Regions from separate parts of the Sus scrofa genome. Here region 2 is linked to region 1. Evidence: chromatin contacts called from public Hi-C data. All regions are on one chromosome and are shown on one strand. Each heading gives the region's core, a stretch centred on a gene start, on an enhancer-like site or on the middle of the called end of the contact. The rest is flanking DNA. Distances are from core to core; before and after follow the strand shown. Region 1 holds the start of ZDHHC1 (probable palmitoyltransferase ZDHHC1). Region 2 holds the start of CARMIL2 (capping protein, Arp2/3 and myosin-I linker protein 2).

Evidence for each region. A called contact is a pair of places that touch in the nucleus more often than the background predicts.
Region 2: a contact with region 1 is called in a Hi-C map of blood, with 2.5 times the contacts expected there. The contact joins the promoter of CARMIL2 here to the promoter of ZDHHC1 in region 1. A contact is called at or near these places in 2 of 47 Hi-C or Micro-C datasets (blood and mesenteric adipose tissue) and 1 of 2 datasets of contacts at active chromatin or transcription factors (alveolar macrophages).

The regions. Positions count from the first base shown.
Region 1 is chr6:28,067,858-28,073,754 of Sscrofa11.1, reverse strand. It overlaps ZDHHC1 (probable palmitoyltransferase ZDHHC1), which reads left to right and starts at 2,220. Exons shown (of 14, transcript XM_013998265.2): 1 at 2,220-2,496.
Region 2 is chr6:28,262,262-28,268,158 of Sscrofa11.1, reverse strand. CARMIL2 (capping protein, Arp2/3 and myosin-I linker protein 2) reads right to left here and starts at 3,029. Exons shown (of 39, transcript XM_021094090.1): 1 at 2,858-3,029; 2 at 2,508-2,602; 3 at 2,363-2,413; 4 at 2,070-2,132; 5 at 1,858-1,982; 6 at 1,655-1,746; 7 at 1,391-1,461; 8 at 1,203-1,276; 9 at 988-1,063; 10 at 820-908; 11 at 587-681; 12 at 422-508; 13 at 225-337; 14 at 29-106. The coding sequence starts at 2,897.

The DNA.
Region 1 (5,897 bases), core at 971-3,470:
CATGGCTTCTTCCTCCATATTCAGAGCCAGAAGTACAGTATCTTCAAATATTTCTGACCTCTGCTTTTATCATCATATCTCCTCCCACTCTGACTCTCATGCCTCCCTCTTTTAAGGCCCCTTGTGATTACACTGAGGCCACCTGGATAATCCAGGATAATCTTCCCCATCTCAAGATCCTTATCATATCTGCAAAGTACACTTTGCTATGTAAGGTGACATATTCAGATATTCATAAATTCCAGAGATTAGGATATGGACACCTTTGGGTGATCATTATTCAGACTACCACCTTTTTTTTTTTTTTGGGCTGTGCCCGCAGCATATGGAAGGTCCCAGGCTAGGGGTCGAATCAGAGCTACATCTACCGGACTAGCCACAGCCCCGGAAATGGAGGATCGGAGCCATGTCTTCGACCTACACCACACCTCATGGCAACACCAGATCCTTAGTCCACTGAGCGAGGCCAGGGATCGAACTCAAAACCTCATGGATCCTAGTCGGGTTCGTTAACCACTGAGCCATGACAGGAACTCCCCAGACTACCACCTATTTTAACAAATAAAGAGAACGAATGATTAGCTTGGCGGCTAGGAGGAGGAAGGACTGGAAGCAGGATGTTGATGTTAGGGAGACAAGACAGGAGGCTGCTGCAGAGTAAGCAAGGAAGATGCTGGTGGTCCAGGCTGGAGTGGAATGGGAAGAATGGACATAGGACACGTTTCAGAGAGTGGACTGCTTGGTCTTGGGGCTGTCTGGGTTAGATGCGCAAAGACTAGGAGGAGACCAGGTAGGTAGTGGTGCTCCAGGCCTGAAGGGAGGAGCAGGTTTGTGGCAATGACAAAGAGAGCAGGGAGGGATTTGTGGCATTTAGATAAACATGGGACATCTAGGAAAAGTGCCTGGGAAGCAGGTGGATGCAGGGCCTAGATGGCTTGACTCTCGAGTCCCTCTCTTCCTCCCTTCCCTGTGAGCGTATATCTTCCACCTTGATTTCCAGGTCACCATCTCTTTTTGACACTAAGTTCTACGATTCCGGATAAGAGTTGAGGAGTCATCTCATATTTCTGAGGCCAGAGTAGTGTTGATACTTACTCCACATCAAGTTTGATTTTATCAGTCCTGGAAACAAGACTTTGTATGGTGGGGAAACAAAAAGACACTTGCACAGGACTGTGACAATTAGCCTGTGACAGAACAGGACTTGATATGTTTCTTTTGTTGTATGCTTGTGGCTGATCCATTTTAGGGATGGGGATGTTTTCTGTCCAGCCCATTCTGAGTACGTAACCAAGCAGCTGCTCACCATTTTAAGGACTTGGAGATATGGATAGGATAGCTGGTGGAAGACAAAGCCTCTTCCTGTCTTTTGAGAAAGTCTGAGCTCATGGGAAGGTCCATTCTGAGTGTCCCCAAGTGGAGGGGAGAGGGAGCATTCAGGGAAGCCAGGCCCAGGAGGGAAAGGGAAGAGATTCTTCAGGGCCTAGAAGAGAAGAACCAGTTGCCTTTCCCATGGCAGGCCCTGAGGGGCAGCAGGCATGGTCCCAAGAGGCCCCAAATCTAAAAGTCCTGGGGTGGGACAATGTCTGTAGCCTCAGTACCAGAGAGGACCCATGATCAGAGAGTGCTTCTCAGAGTGTTTGCTGCTGCAGGAGATCCCAAGTCCTTGGAATAGCCTGGGTAAAGAGAAGAGAACAACACTGAATTTCCCACCAACCTGGAAGATGGGAGCTCCCAATAGGATTCATGATTGATTTAAAGGAACCAAAGGAAGGAGATATTTTGAGCTCTTATACTTCACACTTTATACTATGGGCCACCTGCATATTTACTTGTCGAGTTCTGTCTTTCTCTTAGCCTGCAATCTCCCTAAAGGCCAGCGATCTCGTGGGCGTCCCTCATGGTATGTCCAGTGCCTAGTACATACCCTCATTAAAGTGTGCCAGCTGACTCAGGGTCTCTCTGAGAGTGGTGGGGCTCAGGGAAGAATCTGGAGGAGGACGCCTCTGAGACGTTAGGATTTTAAGAAGACAAGTTTCAAACTGGGGTAAGCGAAACTGGGTTTTTGAAGAGAAATGCTGGAAAGGAACAGAGAATGTGCCGGCTGAGGGGCCGGGTGGTCTCCGGTGAGCCCCGCCCGGAGCTGGGGGGGGGGGGGCCTGCGCGACGTGACGCAACGCGCTTTGGCCGCTGTGGGGCGCCGTAGCCCGCGCCGTTGCCAGGGGAACAGGCCCATCGCCGGACGAGGCCCAGCCCGCGGCGGCCTGGCCAGGCGGTACAGCCCGCCCGCTGGAGCCCGACCCAGAAGACTTGAGAGGCCAAACTACGCCGGATGGGGCCCTGATCCAGAGTGCACCATAGCCCAGTCCCGCGGACCTTCTCCACCTCGAGAGTCTGAAGCGCGGCCGCCCTGGGGTGGGTGTACGTCCAGGCGGGGGCTGAACCCTCTGAGTGACCTTGGCAGGACCGTTCTAGCTCGGCTGCCACCACGCGCAGGTGAGGAGCCCCTGCCCCAGTTCTCACCTGGAAGCCTGGCTGAGCTACCGGGGTGGAGCTGCCGCCGCGTGGCTGAGCTCTGTGACTGGAGCCCGCGGCCTGGGCTCCAGGTAGTGGGCAGATCGCCGGGCTTCCTTCTGGTATTCATAAGGTTCACAGATCTGCGCTGAGCATCTGCTGTGTGCCAGGCTCTTTGCCAGGCGCGGGGCCACAGAGGGCTCCAAAGAGGACTTGTCTATCTCCAGAACCCGCAGAGTTCAGAAGGGGCGGGGCCTGGGGTGCGGGGATAGGGGGCAAAGCAGGCGCCGGATACACGACTAAAGTGAGTTCAGGTCAGGTTAAATGCTCTGGTGATGAAATGGCGGGAGATGGTTCGGAAAGGTCTGTTGTATCATGTGACTTTTCAACCAAGACCTGAAGGTTGAAAAGGAGCCAGCATTGTGATCAGGGTTAAGGATGTTTCTGGAAGAGGCAAAAGCAAATGGAAAGATCTGGAGGCACAAGTACAGAGGAATAGAAAGGATGAGGGGAGCCTTGAAGGATGTGGTGGGGGTTTCAACTTTATCCTGAGAAATGAGGAGGAAACCACTGATGGGTTTTGATGAGTTTCAAGTTTTGAAAAGTCACCTCATTCTGGCTGCTGTGGGCAGTGTGGTTGTGACAGGGCACAACAGGAAGTCAGTTGAGGACCATCCTAGTTCTGCCAGTCTAGCAGTGCCTTCTAGAACTAATTTAATCTCTCTGAGCCTCAGTGGCCTCATCAGTGAAATGGGCATATTGTACTGCATGTTGCTTATGAGAGAGAAAGTGAGTGGCCAGCCACATCTGAGACCAATGATTAGAGGTCTGTGAGAAGAATTTGAAATGATTGGACCTACCTCAGAGAGTGGTGAGGGTTTAATAAGTGAGTTTCATCAAAGCACTTTTAGCAGTGACTGGAAGTGAATAAGTGCGCTCTAAATGCTAGAGATGGTTATTGTCATCACTGAAATACCGTAGGGGAGCTATGTTTGGGGCTTGGATTAAAGTGATGGTAGCAGACTTGGTAGAAGTAGCTTAACTTCCCCTTCTTGAAGGAGAGCTGGAATTAGAGATGGTTGAGGGATGGTCCCTGTTTTTGTGGAACTGGTGGTTCGCTGTGGGAGATGGATTTGTAAACAGATAATCACCATGAGATGCAATAAAAGCAACAGTGGTACTTAATTAGCCAGTTTTTTTCTTTTGTTTTTTTTACTCTGTTGTTTCACAACTTTGTTCTTAATGACTTTCTTGGTGGGTGTTCCTCAAGGCTTGCTCTTAGGATCAAGGGAGTTGATTTCCTTGTTGAAATCAACAACCTTTGCCTCTGCCCTTGGCCTTCTTTCAGCTCTATGCTGCTCCCTCATTTTTGTCCTCTTTCCTTGTCTTAACTTGAATCACAAACAGTTTGCAGTGGTTGCTTCAGGAGAAGAATGACACAGAATATGTTTGCAGACCATGTCAACTCAGGAATGACTGAGGTTTCAAGCTTTTCCTGCCCTAGCAACATGCCCTAGCGTGTTGTTGATGTGAGAAGCCCAGCCACATATGAGACCAGTGACTGGAGAGGTCTATGACAATAGCCTGAAGTTCCAGTTTATTTTCTGGGAGTTGTGATATGCATTTCTTACTCAAACTATAGCCACTTCCCAGAATTTTTAAGGCCAGAGTCTTCTTTGGCACCTGTGTAGAATTCTAATAAACAAAGTACTTGCCCCTTAAAAGTTCTTTTATAAATGATGTTTTGTACTGTAAAACCATGTGCACCATGCAGAATTTTCTTTCCAGCCCCCCTTTAGGTGGTTAATTGGGCATCTGTTAAATCTTAGTGAAAATGGGTTTAAAAGCCATTCTGAGGAAGAAATGGAAAACTTGTTTAGAAATATCCATTGAAAGTCATTTGCAGGCAACCATAAATCCTCTAGCAAAAAGAAAAGGTGGTGGGGAGCAAAATCTTCCTGTGGCATGCCCTTTCACTTTGGGTTCTGAAGTTATAGGGAGCTCAGCTGGCCTTCAGCAGAGAACTGGAACAAGGTTCCGGTCAGCTACTCCTCTGTTTTGCCACCTGGTTGTCAGATTCCAGCTTTGACAAAACCCCCAGCAGCTCATAGGGACAGTTTCATCTGAACAATTCAGAATTGCTTTAGAGAGTGAGAAAGTGCTGGACTGAAAATGAGTGCTTTTTTGTTGCATGGTTGTTGGTCAGGATTTCCTTGTTTGTCTAGCACGGTACCAGGCCCTAGATCACAGGAGCGCATTTGATCTACATGGTATCGCACTGGGGCCAAGAAGGTAAGAGATGACATCCCTCAACCTTTTTTTGGCTGCCCTTCAGCATATGGGGTTTCTGGGCCAGGGATCAGATCTGAGCCGTAGTTGTGACCTAAGCTGCAGCTGTGCCAATGCTGGATCCTTAACCCACCATGCTGGATGAGGGATCATCCCAGTGCTCCCAAGACACTGCCAATCTCATTTCACCACAACGGGAATTCCCCTCAATTATTTATTTGACGTATTTTTTTTTTCCTAGATGTAGTACATGCACATGGCTTAAAAAAAAAAAAAAATCCAAACAGCACCAAGGAATATATGGTAAAAGCAAATCTCTCTTGCCCTCAGCCATTAGATCTCCTTCTCAAAGGCAGCCCCCGTGTTTGCTTTCTTGCATTTCTTTTCAGAGAGAATTTGTGCATATAGTTACATAGATGTCTATCCATCCTCCTTATTTTTCAGTCACTTGTAGCACACTCTGCAACCATCCCATATCTTTTCTGCTTCTTTCTTCCTTCTTTGTATCAAAAGCCATTTCATTCCTCCTTGTTTCTGCTGGTGTATACACGCTCCACTGTGTGGATGTGCCATATATTTGTTTATATTGGTTTTTTGTCCTTTATTATTACAAACAAGACTGTAGTGAATCTTCATGTACTTTGTAAACATATGTAAAAGATAAATAACTAGAAATGGAATGCCTGGGACCAAGGGTACATGTGTTCTCAAGTTTGGTAGACAATGCCAAATTGCCTTCCAACTAACTTTTTTGAAAAATAAATAAAGGCAAGATCCAAAGAGGTGGCTTTGTGAAATTTGCCTGCTGGGTTCCTCAATCTGTGAGCCTCGATGCAGGAACCAGAACCAGGCTCTGTCTCCAGGCCTAGCCCTCTTCCCTGGCTCCAACCAGTTTCTCCCCAGTGGTAGCTCAGATTCCGAGGCCCTCCAAGCCCCCACATCAGCCCTGTCACGTCTCTGCTGATCCCATCACTCTGTCCTCCCAGTTCTGTGGCCTCCTCCAGCAAACCCTCTTTAGTAATTAAGTAGATTCTTTCCTGAAATCCTCAGCCATTTTGCAGGAATGCGGGGATGCCTACAAGCCTCTCTAGGGC
Region 2 (5,897 bases), core at 1,780-4,279, 190 kb before region 1:
CACCCCGCCCCAGTGACCACCCCCTCACAGTGTCCAGGGCAGTGTCGGTGCCTGAGAGGTTCAGGAATGTCAGAACATTAGGACGACTCAGGAAACTGTAGAGCCCCTGGTGGGAAGACAGAGATGGGAGGGACGGAGTCAGGGATCACCTCTCCAAGAGCCACCTGACCTGACTCTCTGCTGCCTGCGGAGCCCCGAATCCCGCCCTAAGGACAGTCACTCACCCCATTGTCCTCCGAGGCCCCCAGTGCCCCAGGGTTTCCCGAAAGGTCCAAGTGGGTCAGGACAGAGTCAAAGGCTGCATTGGAAGCCAGAGCCCGGCCCAGGGCCCTCATCCCTGGTGGTGGAGGAGGGAGGCTCACAATCAGGCTGACCTAACTCCCCACTCCACCAACCCCAGGCCATCCTAGGACCCGCCTACCTCGCGGTGTCAACCCTGTCTGTGCTAGGCTGAGTCTCCTCAGGGCTCCAGGACGACGCTCTAGGTGTCTGCTGAGGGCAGCCATGCCTGGGGGAATGGGGACAGCCATGTGGCTCTCACTTCCTCCAGCACCAGCCCCTGGGGGTTCCTCAGGCTCAGCCATACCTCGGTCATCCAGCAGGTTCCCGGCCAAGCTGAGCTCCCGCAGCCCCGAGGTCATGTGTCCTGCCAGCACCTGGGCCAGTCGCCGGACAAAGTCTCTGGGGACCAGACCCCAGGTGTGAGGCTCTGACCCTGGATTCCCGGCTTCTCCCCAGGCCTTTAGTCTCCGCATTCCAGGCCCCCAGATTCCCCTCTCCAAGCCCTGCCCAGTTGGTTGGTCGGTCAGTCTTCCCTACCCTCTCAGGCCACAGGTCTCCAGCACCAGCTCCTCCAGGTGAGATGACTGACTCAGCATGTGCAGAATCTGTTCCGAGACCTCAAGGCTCTGACAACCAGAGTGAGGGCTCAGTGGGCTGCACACTGGCCCCTGCAGCTCGCCCTCCCCTCCACCCCTCTGCTCTCACCAGCTTCATGTCCACACAGGAGAGGCACCGGAACCACAGGTTGTAGGACAGAGCGGCCACACTCAAGGCCAGGTCCCTGGGGGGAAGAAGGGGCAGGAGCAGAGGTCAGGGCCCTGTGGCCAATCCTATGCCCAGCATCCCCCTCTGTAGAGAGGCTGAGGCCCAGGAACATGGGTCATGGAATCTTCTCTCCACAATCCTGGCAGGCCACTCACCGACTTCCCAGATGGCTGAAGTCTCCGAGGCTGAAATGGCGGCAGCCCTGACGATGGTAGATGGTGTCCACATCCTAGACGGAAAAAATTACCTCCAACTTGTTTGGGACCACAAGGTGCAGGGAGGGACTCACAGCATATGGGGGACCAGATGTCTCCGGAGCCCTGAGAGAGGGCCCTACTCTCACCCACTGAATCTCCTCTCGGAAAGGGAAGCCATTGTAGTCACACAAAGCCTCGTACGTCTCTGAGAAGCCACCTGGGGAGGTGCCATGGTTGTGACAAGGCAGGGGTGGGGGAGGGGAGAGACAAAAGGTCAGAGATGAAGGAAAATCAGCCCCAAACTTGGTGGTGGCAGTGCCTTGAGTGGCTCTATTCAGTTTGGAAGAACTCCAAATTCAGGCATCAGGGGTATAGGAGCAGGGGGGCTGGAAGCCCTGTGTGGCCCTTACCACAGGGGCTGCTGGGTGAGGTGGCCTCTGAGGGGCTGCTTCTCTCCAGCCGAGCCAGCATGGAGGGGGGCGTGGGCCTCCGGAATAGCTTCCTGAGGACGGGCATGAAGAAGTGGTCAAGGGTCTTCTAGGCCCTGGGAGTGAGGCGGCCCATGGTGCCATTCAGAACACCCCCAGCTGCCCCTTTAGCTGCTGGGCCTCACCCAAGGGTCGAGCGAGGGAAGACCTTCCTGATGGCGGCAGCGATGTGCTGGGCCAGTTGTTCCAGTGCAGCCACGCCGGGAAACTCCAGGACCAGATCAGGCAGGGACTCTAGCTCAAATGTGACCTGGAGAGAGAGGGTGGGGGTGTTGGGCTCCATGTATAGTGGGATGGAAGACTGCAGGCCCAGCGGGGTACTGGCAGGGGGTCTCACCTGAGGGGGTGTCTCCTGCAGCGCCATGGCCTGGACCTCTAGGTAGCTGAATGTGCAATCCACCTATGGAGTGCCTGGGTCAGCTGGGAAAAAGGCCTGAGCCCCACCCACCCTCTTGGGAGCCCAGTTCTTTGTATAGCCTGGAACTCAGAACCAGACCTGCCTGCTGCTGGGAACCCAGTGCTGCTGGAAGGGCAGAGCCCAGAAGGACAAGATGGATAGCACTGTAGATGCAGCCCTTATCAAGGAAGCTGCTGGAGGGCAAGGGGTGGCAGCTGAGCCCTGGGACTCACCCTCAGGGGGAGGCAGGTGTGGAGCAGGTAGGCTCTCCATCGGAGCAGTGCCTGAAGGGAGAGAGTGTCTGACATCCTGGGCAGGGAAGAGGCTTTTTCTGCCTGGGCCCCAGCGGCCTCTTGCCCCCACCCCTCCCCACCATACCAGGACATGGCCTTGCTCAGCACCCTCCCGCTCTGGCAGCCACGTTTTCAGCAGCAGCTCAGCTTCCTTGGGCCACAGGAACCTGGTGATCTCGCCTGTGGAAGGGCAGCCTGCTGAGTGATTTGGTCCTCCCATGGAGGTCAGTTCAAGTCCATAGTCTGTACCAGGCTAGAGGGCCTCGGCTCATCTACAGACCAGCAAGGAAGGAGGGGAGTGGATCTAGGGGGTCAGGCCCCCCAGAGGATCAGAGGGAATCGCTTACTCAGTGTCTTGGGGTGCTGGGTGGGCCTCTGGTTCTGGGCCCTCACTGCTTCCTCCCAGCCAAATAGATGAGATGGGCCAGTGCTTACCTCGGAGTTCGCAGGATATGCCATCTGGGGTCTGGGCCATGGGGCCTGCCCAGTGGGCGGCCGGGGGGCCCAAGGAGCTCCGATGAGAAACCGTAGAGGCGGCACGTACAGGAAGCTAGGGCCCGGGCCGCACTGCAGCCACCTGCTCCTCCAGTAGCGGAAGGTACGAGCTGCTTCCTGCCAGGCGGCCCCCAGCCCGGCTCCTCCCTGCCTGGCCTCTGAGGGCCGGGAGATGTCGCTCGGGTACAAGGGTGTAGGAGGGGGCAGAGTCACAGCTGCCGCCAGCCCTCCCTGATGCGCAGGAGCTACTTGGTTAGGGCAGACATGGGCAGTGGTGTGGCTGGGAGGGGTGAGCATGTCGAAGGCTTCTTTCGATTCCTAGCCCCCTACTACCACCCCACCCCACAGTCCCTGCGGGGAGCACCAGGGGGCGCTGCCCACTCGAGGATCTCTGTGGTCCGCCTCCGTCCGTCCATCCCCTCCAAAGCCCAGCTAGGGAGGTGGACAGTGGGCCGACGCAAGGGCTGTTTGTTCCGCAAGGAGCATCAGATCTCTCCCAACACCTGAGTCATTACCTTGAGGGCTCTTTTGCGCTTAACCTGGAGCCCCTGACCGGTCTGGGAGACACAAACTGTTGAAAGATGGGAAAAACATGATAGGCTCAGATGCAGCTTTCATTAAGTTCAAGGGCTACAGGGAGGGATAGAGTGACTCACAAGCAAAGGCAAATAATGGGGAGGGGGGGTTCTCCCATGTCCATCCACATTCTTCCTGAGCAGGAGTTTGGGGAGGGGAGAACCACTAGGAGAGAGGGAAGCTATTGTCTTCAGGGGTCAGAAGGTCATGGGTGCACATAGGAGCATGAGGCCCTATAAAAGAACAGGGACTTAGATTCTGGAGGGTTCACAGGAAGGGATTCATTTTTTTTTTTCTTCTACAATCTAATTAAATTCTATTTATGAGATAAGGAACAGCCCTCTGCCCTGCCCACAGCTCAGCCAGGGAGAGGTGGAATAACCTGAGAAGAGCTGAGACTCTGGGCAGAGTCTCTTGGTTTCTTTCCCAACTCTAGCTTCTCTTCCTCACCTTGGGGCCTAGAGAGGGTAGGAGAATTTTTCTGGTCATCTGACCACCCCTACTGATAACTCACCCCCAAAAACACCTCATCTCCCTTTTCTGAAGTCTACCAATAATTAGGACAAATGGGAAGTATTAATATCTAGTAACAACTTGGAGAAAGCCACCTCCCCTAAAGGAACTGGCCAGGTGTGACAGCCTGGGGCCAAATAGAACTTCGCTTGGGGAGGGTGCTGAGTTCTGCCCACAGTGGTCTTGCTCTGCTGCCTCCCAACTTAAAATGAGAGTTCAAGTCAAGACCCTTAACAAGACCACATAGAGCCCACAAACTGCTTTCAGTGTGTGAGCTCAGCAGCTCTCATATACAGTATGGCCAAGCAGTCAAGAATGCAGGTTCTGAAAGCACACTACCCGAAATCAAGTCCCGACTCCACCTATCTACTGGCTGTTTGACACTTAGTCACTTAATCTTTCTGCGCTTCCAGTTTCTGTTTTGTGCACTGGGACTATTAATTTACCTTTAAGTGTAAGGATTAAATGTTTACTAAGGGAGGGAGTGGAGTTTCTACTTTGACACAGTGGGTTAAACATCCTATTGCTGTGGCTTGGGTCACTGCTGAGGTGTGGGTTCGATCCTCAGCCCCAGTGGAGTGGGTTAAAGGATCGGGCATTGTCACAACTGTAGCGTAGGTTGAGGCTATGCCTCAGATTCAATCCCTGACCTGGAACTTCCATATGCCGCAGGTGCGGCCATAAAATTTTGAACAAAACAAAACAGAAAAGTACTTATGACAGTGCCTGGAACTCAGTGAACACTCACATTTGCCAAGTCTTAATATGGCATCTTGAAGACTCCAAAACAGAATGATAGAAAACCTGCTGCACTGGGATTTTTCTGCTTAGAATGACAAGAATGAGAAATACAAGAATTAGTGCCAAAGGGCCTGAGCTACTCCCAGGCAGAAGGCATCTCGGGACCAACAGCTGCATCAGTCCCTTACCAGTGAGTGCTGCAGGGACAAGCAGGGAGTTGTGGAGGAGGAAACCGGGATCAGCCTGGAGATCAGAGTAGGGTGCTGGGCTAGCCACACACCTTCACAACTACTGGCCATCAGGGTGGCAGTGATAAAACACATCAGAGACAAAGTGAACACATGGGGCTCAGCTCCCACAACAGAGTGACTCTTTTGAGAGGGAGAGGCCGTCAGCTCTTTCATCTCTGTGTTCTAGGCAGCATGACACTTTGTGGGCGCTCAGGAAATGCTAAAAGCTTGTAATGAGGAATAAGCTGTGTGTGTTCCAAGGAGCACAGGGTGACAGGCCAGGGTACAGCTCCCAGAACTGCCACAAGATCTTGACCAAAAGGAGGACAGAGCTCAGGGCTAGCTGTGCTGGGCAGTAGGGTACAGGGCCACACAGCCCACCTGTGGAAAGGGAGTAGGCTATTTCTCTACTCCAGGGGCAACTATGGTGTAAGAGTGGGGAAGAGTGCTACAGACAGGCCAGGGAACCTCCGGTCCGAAGTTCTGTGGTGTGGAGTACTACGGAGGTTTTACATGCAATGGAGTCATGCAGAATCTGTCATGGGGCTATGTCAATGGGGATTCCTTTACATCCTCAACTACATCAGAACATCACTTTTCTCGCCCCCCCCCCAACAAAAACAAATTCACTTGTTAAACGGAATACAATGAAAAAAGAAAAGCTACGTTAAAGATACAGATAAACTGCTTACTGTTCTGTGAAGAGATAGTTTCTATTATAAATACTTAAAAATTTAAAGAGTTCCTGCTGTGGCGCAGTGGGTTAATGATCCAGCTTGTCTCTGCAGAGGTGCCGGTTCTAGTGCAGCAGGTTAAGGATCCGACGTTGGCTGCAGCTATGGTGTAGGTCAGGTATCTGGCCAGATTCAATCTCTAGCCTAGGAACTTCCAAATGCCTCAGGGTGTGGCAGAAAAGAAAG